2 separate regions of the Pan troglodytes genome follow, and region 2 is linked to region 1. The links are chromatin contacts, called in public Hi-C maps. All regions are on one chromosome and are shown on one strand. Each heading gives the region's core, a stretch centred on a gene start, on an enhancer-like site or on the middle of the called end of the contact. The rest is flanking DNA. Distances are from core to core; before and after follow the strand shown.

The links. A called contact is a pair of places that touch in the nucleus more often than the background predicts.
Region 2: a Hi-C map of stem cell-derived neural progenitor cells shows a contact between it and region 1, with 4 times the contacts expected there. The contact joins the enhancer-like site here to the promoter of GABBR2 in region 1. A contact is called at or near these places in 1 of 7 Hi-C or Micro-C datasets (stem cell-derived neural progenitor cells) and 1 of 1 datasets of contacts at active chromatin or transcription factors (stem cell-derived excitatory neurons).

Annotation. Positions count from the first base shown.
Region 1 is chr11:39,802,744-39,808,853 of NHGRI_mPanTro3-v2.0_pri, reverse strand. GABBR2 (gamma-aminobutyric acid type B receptor subunit 2) reads right to left here and starts at 3,554. Exons shown (of 19, transcript XM_016961310.3): 1 at 3,039-3,554. The coding sequence starts at 3,359.
Region 2 is chr11:40,057,161-40,063,270 of NHGRI_mPanTro3-v2.0_pri, reverse strand. GABBR2 (gamma-aminobutyric acid type B receptor subunit 2) reads right to left here. Exons shown (of 19, transcript XM_016961310.3): 7 at 802-1,038. Among named protein-coding and RNA genes, the nearest start is that of TBC1D2, 200 kb to the left of the region's middle. Within about 2 kb of position 2,275, at least 1 of the 24 cell types and tissues checked has an H3K27ac peak or open chromatin away from gene starts, as enhancers often do. A contact at or near this core is called in stem cell-derived neural progenitor cells, where this site is marked.

The DNA of each region.
Region 1 (6,110 bases), core at 2,305-4,804:
ATTGAGACAGATTGTCCCCAGGGACCAGATTAACCCATTCCTTGCTAAATCTCCATCTCTCTGCAGATCATATGGATAAAGGTCCATACTGGTGCCCATAGTCACTGGCCATTGAGGCCACTGATTGACAGCAAATGTCAGCAAATCCAGCCAAAATCTGTTCACCACATCCAACCTGTGTTAAAGTCTACAAACAATGTGACAGAGCCTACAAATAATTAGGCAGTGTCCACAAAGACAGCCAATCTGAATAAACTAGACCCTAAACACTCTAACACTAGCCACAAACATTCTTTAGATCGCTCTAGATTTTGCTGCAAATTACCTAGACTGATCCTTCCTTCACTCTGGCTCAGGGAGAAAGCACCTCTACTTTAAAGATAAGGCCACTTGTGAATTCACAGGAAATAAAAATGAAGGAAGGGAGCTGGGCACGGTGGCTCATGCCTGTAATCCCAGCACTTTGGGAGGCAGAGGTGGGCAGATCACCTGAGGTCGGGAGTTCAAGACCAGCCCGACCAACATGGAGAAACCCCATCTCTACTAAAAATACAAAATTAGCTGGGCATGGTGGCATATGCCTGTAATCCCAGCTACACGGGAGGCTGAGGCAGGAGAATCACTTGACCGTGGGAGGTGGAGGTTGCGGTGAGCCGAGATCACGCCAATGCACTCCAGCCTGGGCAACAAGAGCAAAACTCTATCTCAAAAAAACAAAAACAAAACAAAACAAAACAAAACAAAAAAGAAGGAGGAGGAGGAGGGGAGGCAGCAGGACACATTTATTTAGTGCTTACAGCATGCCAGAGCACTGGCCGCTGAGCCTGCCAGCTCAGGGCATCTTCTACCCTGGCCTGTTATCTTCCTTAAGCTGTGTGTCACCTGCAGAGTACGCATAATATTCCCACCTAGGCTTAGAGAGATTAAATACCCAGCTCAAGGTCATCCAGGGTGGAAAGTAACCAGTTTCTCACTAAAACCCAGGCCCCACCTACCCCAAAGCCCTGGCTCTGGGCCCCTTCAAAAGGCTAGAGACACTTCTCTGTTTGCACGAAGCTAAAATTATCTTCTGTCTTCCTTCCCACTGTTTTCTAAATATTCCCACGAATTGAAGAGTCTTCTGACTGTCTCATCCTCTTGACTTTGGGTCCTTTCACTCAGAAAGTCATCAAGACACACTCGAAAAATAAAATGTAAAGGCTTCAACCCACACCCTGAAACGAAGCACCCATCTCTTTGCTGCCACAAACAGGCCAGTATGAAATCTCTTTCAGGGAAGCTTTACTAAAGGGAAGAAACTGATGATGAAAACATTATGCAGCTGACAATACTTGGTGATGATGCAAGCAGGGCTGCCCTATCTAAAAATGTGTTTGTCCCCAAAAGACCGGCTTTGCAGTGACCCCTCCAGAAGAATATGTGCAGTAGCAACAGAGAAACTGTCAAGAAGATATGCCTCCGTGTAACTGCATTGCTGTCTCCATTTATGTGTGCCAGACAAGTACCCCCACAGAACTTGAGATGCTCAGGCAAAGACGAGGGCGATAGGAATGTCATTCGGAAATGATTTCACACCGGGTTAGCCCTGCACAGCCAGCCAGCTTGCATCCTCTGGGGCAGAGGACGCCTCTCCGCCTGCAGCAGCCTGCGCATACCGCTGCCAACTGCCACCGGTTCCTTCACCTTTTATTTACAGCGCAGGGCAAGCTGGTTCACCGGTGAAGCGGGGGAGGCAGGGAATAAGATACAATCTAGATTCTGCTCTTTCTCTGGGGACATAAAGAGGGTCCGACCAAGGAGGAGGGGAAGCCCAGATTGCACCACCAGAGCAGTAGCGCGACCCTCCTCCCAAAAGGGTTCTGCACCTGGACTCCAGCAGAAGCGCCCGGAGAGTCCCAGGAAGCCAGGATCAAGCCCAGCGCCTCGGCCCCGCTCCGCGCGATGGAAGAGGCGCCAACTGAGCGTACTGCACAGGAAATCACTGCCCCCTTCAGGCCGCGTCTCAGACGCTGCGGTCGGAGCACAGGGGCTCGCTCGGTCCGGAAAAACTCGCAAACCCGACCTTGCGCGGCCAGCGATCGCTCCTCCAGACCCGCTCCGCGCGCTCCAGCCCCGGGCTGGCGGTGAAGGTCCGCTCTGGGGCTTCAGGCAGAACCCAAACCGAGGGCGTGGGGAGGGGTCTTGGGATGGAAAGCCCTTGGCTCTCTGGCTCCGCTCAGGACTGCTCTCCAAGTCTGTGCTCCGGCTGCTAGGTCGGATGCTTCAAGCCTGAGCCGTGAGAAACTGCCTGCAGCCGCCCGGCCAACAGCAGCGGCGCGGCCGGACACCACTGCACGTCCGGGACGAGAACTGCCAGGGCACTTTCTGAGCAACTAACCCGAGGCGGGGGTCTCCTGAAATCGCTCTGGCCACAGGCAGCGCCGGGCACGTCCAGGCAGAAGCGCTGCAGAGCCGGTGGCCCCACACCTGCCCGCGCGGAGCGGGCTCAGAGCTGCTGGCGCGCACCAGGCGCCCAGCCACGCTGCACGCTCAAGCCCCTTGGGTTCCGGAGCCTTCCGGACCTCAAAGCGCGGCTCGGCTTCCCTGGGGGCCTGTGAGCAGGCCCGCGGCCCCTCCGGCCCTGGGTGGCCCAGTTTGCAGTCAATGCGCCTGTTCCTCCCACTCGGTACCTCGCAGCCCCATGAGCGGGACCTGGACAGGGACAATCAATGTAGGCCTTTGGGGGTCCAGCCCCCACCTTCTCCACTCCTTTTTCTCTGGTCAAAAGAGACCCCAGTCTTCTATCCCACCCCCACCCCTCCCCACACACACATACACACATAAGACCGGAGGAGGGGGTGCTTGGCAAATGTTACCAGCTGTGCCAGCCAAGCCCAGCAGGACCGCGGGGGTGAACACTGGGCACCAGCCCTCTCTGTCCTCGGCAGGCGCGGGCCGGTCAATCGGGGATCTGACCAAAGGCCGGAGGTTGCCTGTGTCCAAACCACCCACCCCAATGCCCCCCGAAGCCCCGATGGCAGGGGCAGCCGGACACTCACCTCGGTGTCATAGAGCCGCAGGTCGAGGAAGTAGGGGCGCAGGAGTGACTCGTTGCGGATCTGCTCGATGGCCAGTTCCACGGCGGGGAGCACACCGCGCCCGATGCTGCCCTTGGCCACCTCCTTGGTGAGCGGCATGAGGCCCATGATGGAGAGCGGCGGGCTGCTGGGCGGCGGCCGGGGGGCGCCCCGCGCCCAGCCCCAGGCCCCGGGCGCCAGAGGCAGCAGCAGCGGCAGCAGCAGTAGCAGTAGCAGGCGCGCGGGCGGCGGTGGCGGCGGCGGCGGCGGCCCGGGCTGCCCGGAGCTCCGCGGGGAAGCCATGCCGCGCCGCGGGCTGCGGGCGCCGGCTCACTCGGCCCGCATGGCCTGGCCCGGCCCGCCGCCCCGCGCCAAGGTCTTCCCGCGGCGCCCGCGCAATGGCGCCGGCCCGGGCCCCGGCTCCGTCTCGGGCTAGGGTTCCGGCTCGGCTCAGAACGGCCGCGGCGGCGGCGGCAGCGGCGGCGCCCGTGACGGATCAATCACGCCGGGAAGGGGTGGGAGCGAGCGGAGTGCGGGAGGCGGGGAGCAAGCGAGCAAACGCGGAGAGGGGGGCCGGCGTCTCCGCGCGCGCCTCTCTCCAGCGCGGCCGCCCCGCACCGGGCCGCCTCCGCCCGCCCCCGTGCGCGCTCTGAACCGCTCTCCCGCCGGGAGCTGCTAGGCGGCAGCCCCTGGAGCTCGGCCGGGGGAGGGCGGACGGCAGGAAACGCGGGAGGCGAAGGCGAGGCTGCTCAGGGGCGGCTCGGGCCGCCTCCAGGGACGGGGACGAGCCGTGCGCGCCGGGGGAGGGGAAGGCGCTGGCGCTGCGGCGGCCGCGGGGAGGGCCACCTTCCCAGCACACGCACACACGCGCCCCCGGCCCTCCGCTGCGCCAGCTGCCGCTGCCCGCCGACCGCTGACCTCCAGGCACCAGAGCGCCCGGGGACAGCGATCTGGGAACCGGGACCGCGCGCTGGCACACGCAGTGGCCGCCGCCGCTCCGCCGAGCGCTGCCTGTAGCACCTGCACGGTGGTTTGGAACCGCTTCTCGGAGGTCTGGCCGGGAAGGTCTGGGCAGGAGAATGTTCCACGAAGGCGTCCCAGAGGCATCTGCAGCCTACGCTCTCCCGTTCTTTTCTGGCGCCCACGAGCCCCTGACCGAGTCCCGGGGGTCGCTGAAGACGCCCACGGGTGCTCGAACGCCCGTTGGTGCCAGGCTGCCCGGCCTTTAGGGCCTTGGCTGAGGACACCCCTTTCCTCCCCACCAGACGGAGCGACCGCCCTTTGCCAACCCCAAGCAAAGCTGGGGTCCCAACCTTACGTGCGCTACCGCCCCCTCCAGGCATTTGACCTCCCCGCGTCCCCATTCTTGATGGGCCCCGCCCTAGAAGTCTCCCGGGGTCTGAGCACTATCCTCAGGCCAGGGCGGGGCCGCGCGCCCCTGGACTTGGCCCTCTCTCTGCCAGGTCGCACTGGCCAATCTTAGCCAAAGCAGTCCCGAGCCAGATGTACCCGAGTGAGCTGACCTAAGACCTTGGGTTCCTTGTGCCTCTGCATACTTCAAGAATGGGAAACGTGGTCATTAATCTATAAAGTCCCAGGGGCTGATTAATGCGAGGAACACAGTAGGACATCAAATCACAAAACATACTTGAGCCTGAACCAGGGACTGTGGAAGATATCGACGACCTTGTAACAAGAATGGAAGTTTGACCTTCGCTGAGTACTTACTGTGCGCCTTATGATGTAATCCCCACAACTGCCCTGTAAGCATACTGTGTTACTCACCCTTACTTTACAGGCGAATACACTGGTGCTCAGAGAGGTTCTGTAGCTAGTGGAAGCACACAGAGCTACTGAAGGACCGGAACCCAGAGCCAGCAGGAACTCCGTGCACAGTGCAGTGGGAGCCAGGGATGTGGGACTGCAAGTTTCCTCTCCAGGAGGAGCACTGCCCTGACTCAGTTGCTCTGGACGTCGATTCCCTCCGGCATATGGTGAGGGATTTGGACCGGATGATGATGATGATGGCCACACACCAGCTCTACTGGAGTGAGGCAAGGGCAGCTCTGAATCCAGGCTGAGTTGTTAGGAAGCACAAAGATGTGAGTGGAGGCTGAGCAGAACTACTAGAGAGTACCTTGGACAGCGCCAGGGAAACCAGGCCAAATTCTGTCTGCCCTAACTTCTCTTTCCAGGCTTCTGTAGACTCCACCTCTCCCGGCTCCACTTGGCATTTCCTTTTCCCCAAGCTGGAGGGTTTGCATGAACAGAACTCACCTGAGCATCTCCTCCAGGAAGGGAGGAAGGAAGGGAGGGAGGGAAAGAAATGGTCCAAAGGACAGTGTAATCCCCAGATACTCGCTCAACTGCTGTCTCACTTGACATCACAAATATCCTCCAGTCATAGTCTTCTGGCACCTGCCATTCCTCAAACCCTTAGCTCAGGTTTCTGAATGAACATTTTCACTTGTTTTTTTTCTTTTTTCTAATTCTTTCCTTTAGTCATTTGTGTCCTCCTTGCAAGCTGTGCCAATATAGAGTGTCCACTGACACCTACATCTGGGAATAAGTTGAAAGCTGGGTAACTTTGCCTGACATTTACTAAGGGGTTGAAGGCCCTACATGGCATCCTGCCCTACAGCCCCTCTGTCTTCTTTTATGGTGGGGTGACCTGGCCCCAAGACGCATGACCTGGGATCTACCCTGACCCAGGGGGCACCAATCTCACTCTCCATCAGCATGGCTCCAGGCCAATCTCTGATCTCACAGCCCACTCCTAATGCCTGGGCATCCCTCTGGTTCCAAGATCTTACTCTGGCCTGGTATTACAGTTTGGGTAACTGCATCCCTGATGTGCTTCCTGAGTCTGAGTTCCTGCCTCAGTCACCAGCCTAGAATGCATGTTCCTCCAGAGCTGGGGTCCAGCGTCTTGCTTTATAATAATCATTCATTCCTTTGACCAGTGTTTTGAAGGGCATGCTACCTGCTAGGCACTGTCCTAGGAGCTGATGATATAGGAAGGAAAAAACCAGACCAAAATCCCTGCCCTTGTAG
Region 2 (6,110 bases), core at 1,026-3,525, 260 kb before region 1:
GCCCAGCTAATTTTGTATTTTTAGTAGAGACAGGGTTTCACCATGTTGGTCAGGCTGCTCTCGAACTCCTAACCTCAGGTGATCCACCCGCCTCAGCCTCCCAAAGTGTTGGGATTACAGGCGTGAGCCACCATGCCCGGCCTCTATGCCCTTTCTTTCTTTTTCTTTTCTTTCTTTTTTTCAGAACAGAAAGAAAACTGTTTTATTACACAATTAAACTTGAATGTGGCATGCATCATAGTCAATCTGCTTAAGAGAATGCAGAGACAGAAAGATGGTCACCAAAATTAGTCCATAAAAGGAAGAATTTACAGCACCATGTCATACATAGTTCATCCTAAATTCACATGGAGATTGAAGAGGCTATCTGTGTGTGCTAATTGTTTATATTCAATGACAAAAAAACTTTTCACATCTTCATAACAGGAGGTAGTTTAGCAGCTTGAAGCCAGGTACTATGCCAGGGAGCACAGAGCCACTGCTCTAAAATGTAAATAGCCAAAAGGATAGAACGCTTTTCAACCATTTTTGTAGCAGAGTGAAAGCCTACCTTCAGCAAGTACCTGGCTCTATGCCCTTTCTTATCCATGAGTCATAGAGAAGCATTTTCCCAATGTGTCTGAGAGCACACACTGCCCCTGCCCCTTGTCTGAACAGCCCTGCAATCCTAGGGCCTGCAATTAGTTATTTCAATGATCAGAGATAACAGATCACATAACAGAAAGCCTGTAACAGCCCCTCTTTTGCTTTGCATGTTTACAAGGAACACTAAGGAAAACAGCCCAGAGGCATGGGACTGACCGTGACCCCGAAGAAGTTGGTCTCGTTCATGGCATTGAGGATGATCCTGCCCAGCGTGTGGTCTGTGTAGTTGAAGTCCTGGATCCGCTGGTGCCGGCTGCTGGCATGCAGTGTCTCCATGGCCCTCTGCAGTGTCTTGGCGATGACCCAGATGCCATCGTAGGCGTACCCGTGGAACTTGCTGGGCCCCACGCCTGACCGCTTGTTGTTGTACTCTCTCTCATATTGCTGTGGAGTCTGGAAAAACAGGGGATTGGGGGAATCCCAAGTTATACTCGGCAGGGACATCAGGTGCCTGATGCCGAGAAGAGCTGCTATTCTTCAGTGCCCACAGGGTGCCAGGTACAGTGCTAGATTCTATGTGCATTATCTCATTTAACCCTCACAACAACCTCATAAGGTGGGTACTGTTATTGTCCCCATTTTACAGACCCCCCATTTTCAGGGGGGTCAACTTGCTTAGTTCCACAAAGCTAGTGAGTGACAAGACTGAGATTTAAACGGTCTTTTGGCAAGACTAGAGAGAGGGGATAATACACCCTAACCAGGCCTTTCCCTCTAAACTTGCAGGGCCTGGGGTGAGGTAGAGGCCCATATCCCGTATGTCTACATGTTAAAGTTATAGCATATGAACAAACTGTTCAAAAATATTCTCTATCTCCTCATCATAATAAATACACCTTCCTAGGGATCTGGAAGGCCAAGCTGGAATTCAGAATTCTGGGACTTCTCTGAGTTTCAGCAGCACAGAGGGAGCTGACGGTGTGCTGCTCAGCCCACCCCTCCCCTTCCCTTCCCACCCCTCTCCATCCTGCAGCCCAGCCAGGCTCAGTCCATACCTCCTTCCCCTTCTAGCATCAGTAGCTCCCTGTACCCTCAAAGGCACAGTCTACCCTCAAGAACTGGGGCAAGAGGCTCCCTAGACCCTGGAAGTGGCTCCAGCTTATGGGTTGAGAATTCAGGGCACAGTCTGGAAGCTGGAAGGGGTGCAGGTCTGAGTGGGCTGTGTCCGTGGCTTGCAGATTCTGGGCCCCGAGGGGCCTGAATGAGGACCTCTTAGAGCACGTGACCCAGGGCAAGGCCCAGTTGCTCAGGTGTCAGGCAGCATCCATTCCTCCTGCTATTCCATCTACCTTCCATAATATAACAGTCTGAATAGGCCAGCATTGAAAAAAAGATTTTTTTTTTCTCCCATTGAGCTGAATTTCATAAAGGAATTTCATTGGTGATATTAACATTTTGATTGTGGCCACAAAGTAATGAAACTGCCTTTTTACTCCAGACCTTGGAACTTGCACTTCCAGATGAATGCCACCCTGGGGGACCCATTACCCTCAGCTCCTTCATGAGTCTTTTTTCAAATCACTTCTGAACTCCTCTGCCAGAAATGTCATCAGGGCCCACGGCTTGGTCTTTGGAAAAACCCTCCTTGGGGAAAAATCACACACAGGACAATTGACTCTTTGTCAGTTTATACTGAGAAGGGCCCCTTAGGGACAGTCACGGGCATTCAGTCAGTCTACAGCCTGAGGCACAGAGAGGTGCAGAGACATGTCCAAGCTTACACAGCCTGTGTGTGTGTGTGTGTGTGTGTGTGTGTGTGTTGGGCAGGGGGGGGCGGGGCACCAGACTACCTTCCCATTTCATCTTGGCTACTTCTTTCCTCTTTGATTTCTAAAGTCATAATTGCTTGTTGAAAACCACCACAAGTTGTTTGGGCCATGTCTAGTGTTTTTAAGGAAGGTGGTGGAGCTGGGCCATCAAAGACTGTGTCTTCCGTGGTTGGAGCCCACTGGGGCCAAGAAGCCAAATCTCTTGCGGGGTCACCCACACAGATGCCTGGGGGTGAGTGCCAAGTGTCTCCGGCTGTGAACCTTGCAGGCAATGAATTCTGCATGACCAAATGTGAATGAATCCTGGCCGGGAGTCTGCCTCCTCCTATTTCAGGGTCCTCCTGGAAGGCTCAGGTTTGATCTGTTTGCAGCTTTCCTTGGAAATGCATCCTCTCTAGCTACCACCACCCTGCTCATCACTCAAGATACACAGTGGGCAGAAACTCCCCCCAAATCCCAGGTTCCTCAAAGAGACCAGCATTTCTAGTCCAGCTCAGCTCCCTGAGTTCATCCTGTTACTCACATTCTTCCACCCGCCCACACTCCATGCCCGCTGGCTCTTGAAGCTCATAGTCATCCCCGCCACTTTCACTCCGCCTGGAGAAGGAGGAAACAGTCCACTATGAAGCTCTGTCTCTTTAAACCTTTTGTTGTCCCTTGATCACATCAAGTTGGCTTGCACCTCAGGGCTTTGCACAAGCTGTTTCTCTGCCAGAAAGCTCCTTGCCCAGCTCTTGGCATGATAATTCTCAGCATTCAAATGTCAGCACCTGTCACTTCTCAGGGATGGCTTCCTTGACCCACCCGTTGTAAAAGCCCCCAGCCTGAGGCCAGGGGTTTTTATCTTCTTTATTGCACTTGTCACTCCCTGCAATTTTCCTCCTTATGTGTTTACTTGCTTATGGTCTGTGGTTTCACTCCTCCCTCCCCACCCACCTAGAATTAAGCTCCATGAGGTCGGAGATGTGATCTGTCTTGATCACTGAGGTACCACCAGAATCTCAAACAATACCTGCTTAGGCCCTTTTTAGGCCTCAGTTTCTCTGTCTGTAAAACACAGGAGCACACCTATTCACACACTGTAGAGCAAAATTGTTCTTCCCAAATACAAAAAGTTGTAATCCTACTGTGTATGAAAGTATTCATTTCCCTGCATCCTTGACAATAGGTATTTTCATTTTTAACTCAATTGTCAGTTTGTTAAGAAAAACATATATATCTGTTAAGAAAAAAGTATTCTTTTAATCTTAATTTGCATTTCTTTAATGATTAGAATGAGCTTATTTTAAATATTAACCAGCAATCTTAATTTTTTAGGTGAATTTCCTAATTATGTTAGGTGAATTTCCTATACCATCTTGCTACGGTGATGTCACATCATTTAATGTTTTGTTTTAGTGTCTCCTTGTTATTTTTCCATCTTTTACTACTTGGCTGTATTTTCTTTGATTTTTTAAAATGTGATTTGTGTCTATTTCTGGTTGTTAACTACTGACCATTTTAAAAGGATTTAAACAGTATTTGGATGTGTGTTTCTTTAATTAATTGCGTTAAGCATCACAGAAATGAGGCCCCTTTGATTTCTCTTTTGGATTTTGCTCCTATGAGCTTTCTCCAATGCACGCAATGGCATTCGAGGGTTGGTGGTGTCCATTTTTGAATTCCCTTGTTCGACCTAATGACTACATTCAGATGACATTTCTACACCACCTCCCTGACCAGAACACAACACTGGAGCAGCCTTCAAGGTTTCTATGTTCCTTTAAAAGTGGGAGGTCCAGACTTGAGGTGAACATTCCCAGTGTGGTCTCACCGGGTGGTAACTGAGTGTAATTTTAAACTTCCTTGATATAGTTTTGTTTTGTTTTGTGGGACACTAAGGGGATCAAGATCATATTGTCTATTGGATTTGGCCTTGAGGTCAACAAAAGTCCCTATATAAACTTTACATATACCACTTGTAAATTCATCTATCTCAAAAAACTGTCCTTCCTGGGTACAAGGATCAAGAGGAGGGCCAAGAACACTGGAAACACAGCTCTTTATCAGATTTCTGTGGGTAGAGTCCTTGGAATGGGACACAGGTGTAGCTAAGCCCTGAAAGGTGACCTCAGTTCTTGCTGTCTTTGCAAGCACCAGGTTAAAGAAGTCGTTGCTGCCACATGATATCCCAGGCCATTCATCATTGTTCCCAGGCGATGCCAGCACCAACTCCCTTGGGCAAGACAATGACAGCAGGAAGAAACGCACTCACAATTGTTGGAGAAAAAGTAATAGTTGTTCTTAAAGCAGGCCTCCAATTATTCAAGGCAGAAGAATTTCTTCCATCGTAAAGCTGACACTGAATGCTGATTAATTACCATCCTCCGAGGTCAAGTTTATCGTGAGATGCTAAAAGTTTCTGAGAAAATAACTTATGCAGATAGTCCCAATTACTGATAGGTTGGCCTCCAGAATATTTTTTAAAGGCATTTGTTGGAACTTGGAACATATTTTCCCACAGACACTATGTTATAAATAGTGGTTAGGTCCCAAGGCTAGCCCACACAAGCTTGCTAACCTACAATGTGACTAAACCTTATGAGTGTGTCATCCCAACAGAAATGAGCTGAGTCCTTCTTCCTGGGAGAGGGGAGCCTCATGGACAGAAGAGAGGGCAGGAGAAGGATATATCCTCTTCCACATCTGCAACTGATCCCCACAGAGGTGAAACTGGCAGACTTTCTCGCTGGCATCCCTGTGGGAGGTTTGAATCACAGAGTCTCATTTGGAAGTACACGAGAGAATATTTAGTTTGCTGGTTCCTGTGCTGCCGTTTGTAAATCACTTGGGAAGCTTGTTAAAAATGCAGATGCCACGGCTGGGCACGGTGTCCCACGCCTATAATCTCAGCACTTTGGGAGGCCGAGGCAGGTGGATCACCTGAAGTCAGGAGTTCAAGACCAGCCTGACCAACCTGGCAAAACCCCATCTCTACTAAAAATACAAAAAGTTAGCTGGGCGTGGTGGCAGGTGTCTGTAATCCCAGCTACTCGGGAGGCTGAGACACAAGAATCATTTGAACCCAGGAGGCAGAGGTTGCAGTAAGCCGAGATTGCATCATTGCACTCCAGCCTGGGTGACAGAGTGAGACTCCATCTCAAAAACAAAATACAAACAACCAAAAGAACAGATGCCAGGGACACATTTTGGTTCAGTATATCAGTGAGTGAGTTAACTTAGGAATCTGTATTTTTAAAAACCTTCTCAGATTTCAAGCATACAAAAATTGGTAACCACTGATGAAGTCCCTCCTGCAATCTGATTATTGGATAATTATTGGATCTTTTCAGTAGCAACTTCCAGGTGTTTGCTGAGTTTCTTCTTATACTCCTCCAGTATTGGGAAGCTCACTATGCCTCTCAGGCAGAACTTTCCACTTAGGGAATGGCTGATGTTGAGGAGACTGTTCTTCCAGATGCAGAGTTTGCACCTCTCTCCCTGAAACTTATATTCGCATGCTACGTGTTCCTGCGGAGCCACAATACACACGTCTGCTCCCTTTATACACAACAGCCCCTCAAAGAGCCAAAGACAGGGAGATGCCTCCCCTTTTCTAACGCATTCTCCTTCTTTTAAGCAAAATAATCTCAGTTCAGACTTCCACTCTATGATGAAATCGCTTATATCAGACCAAAGCTCCCATCAAGAACATTT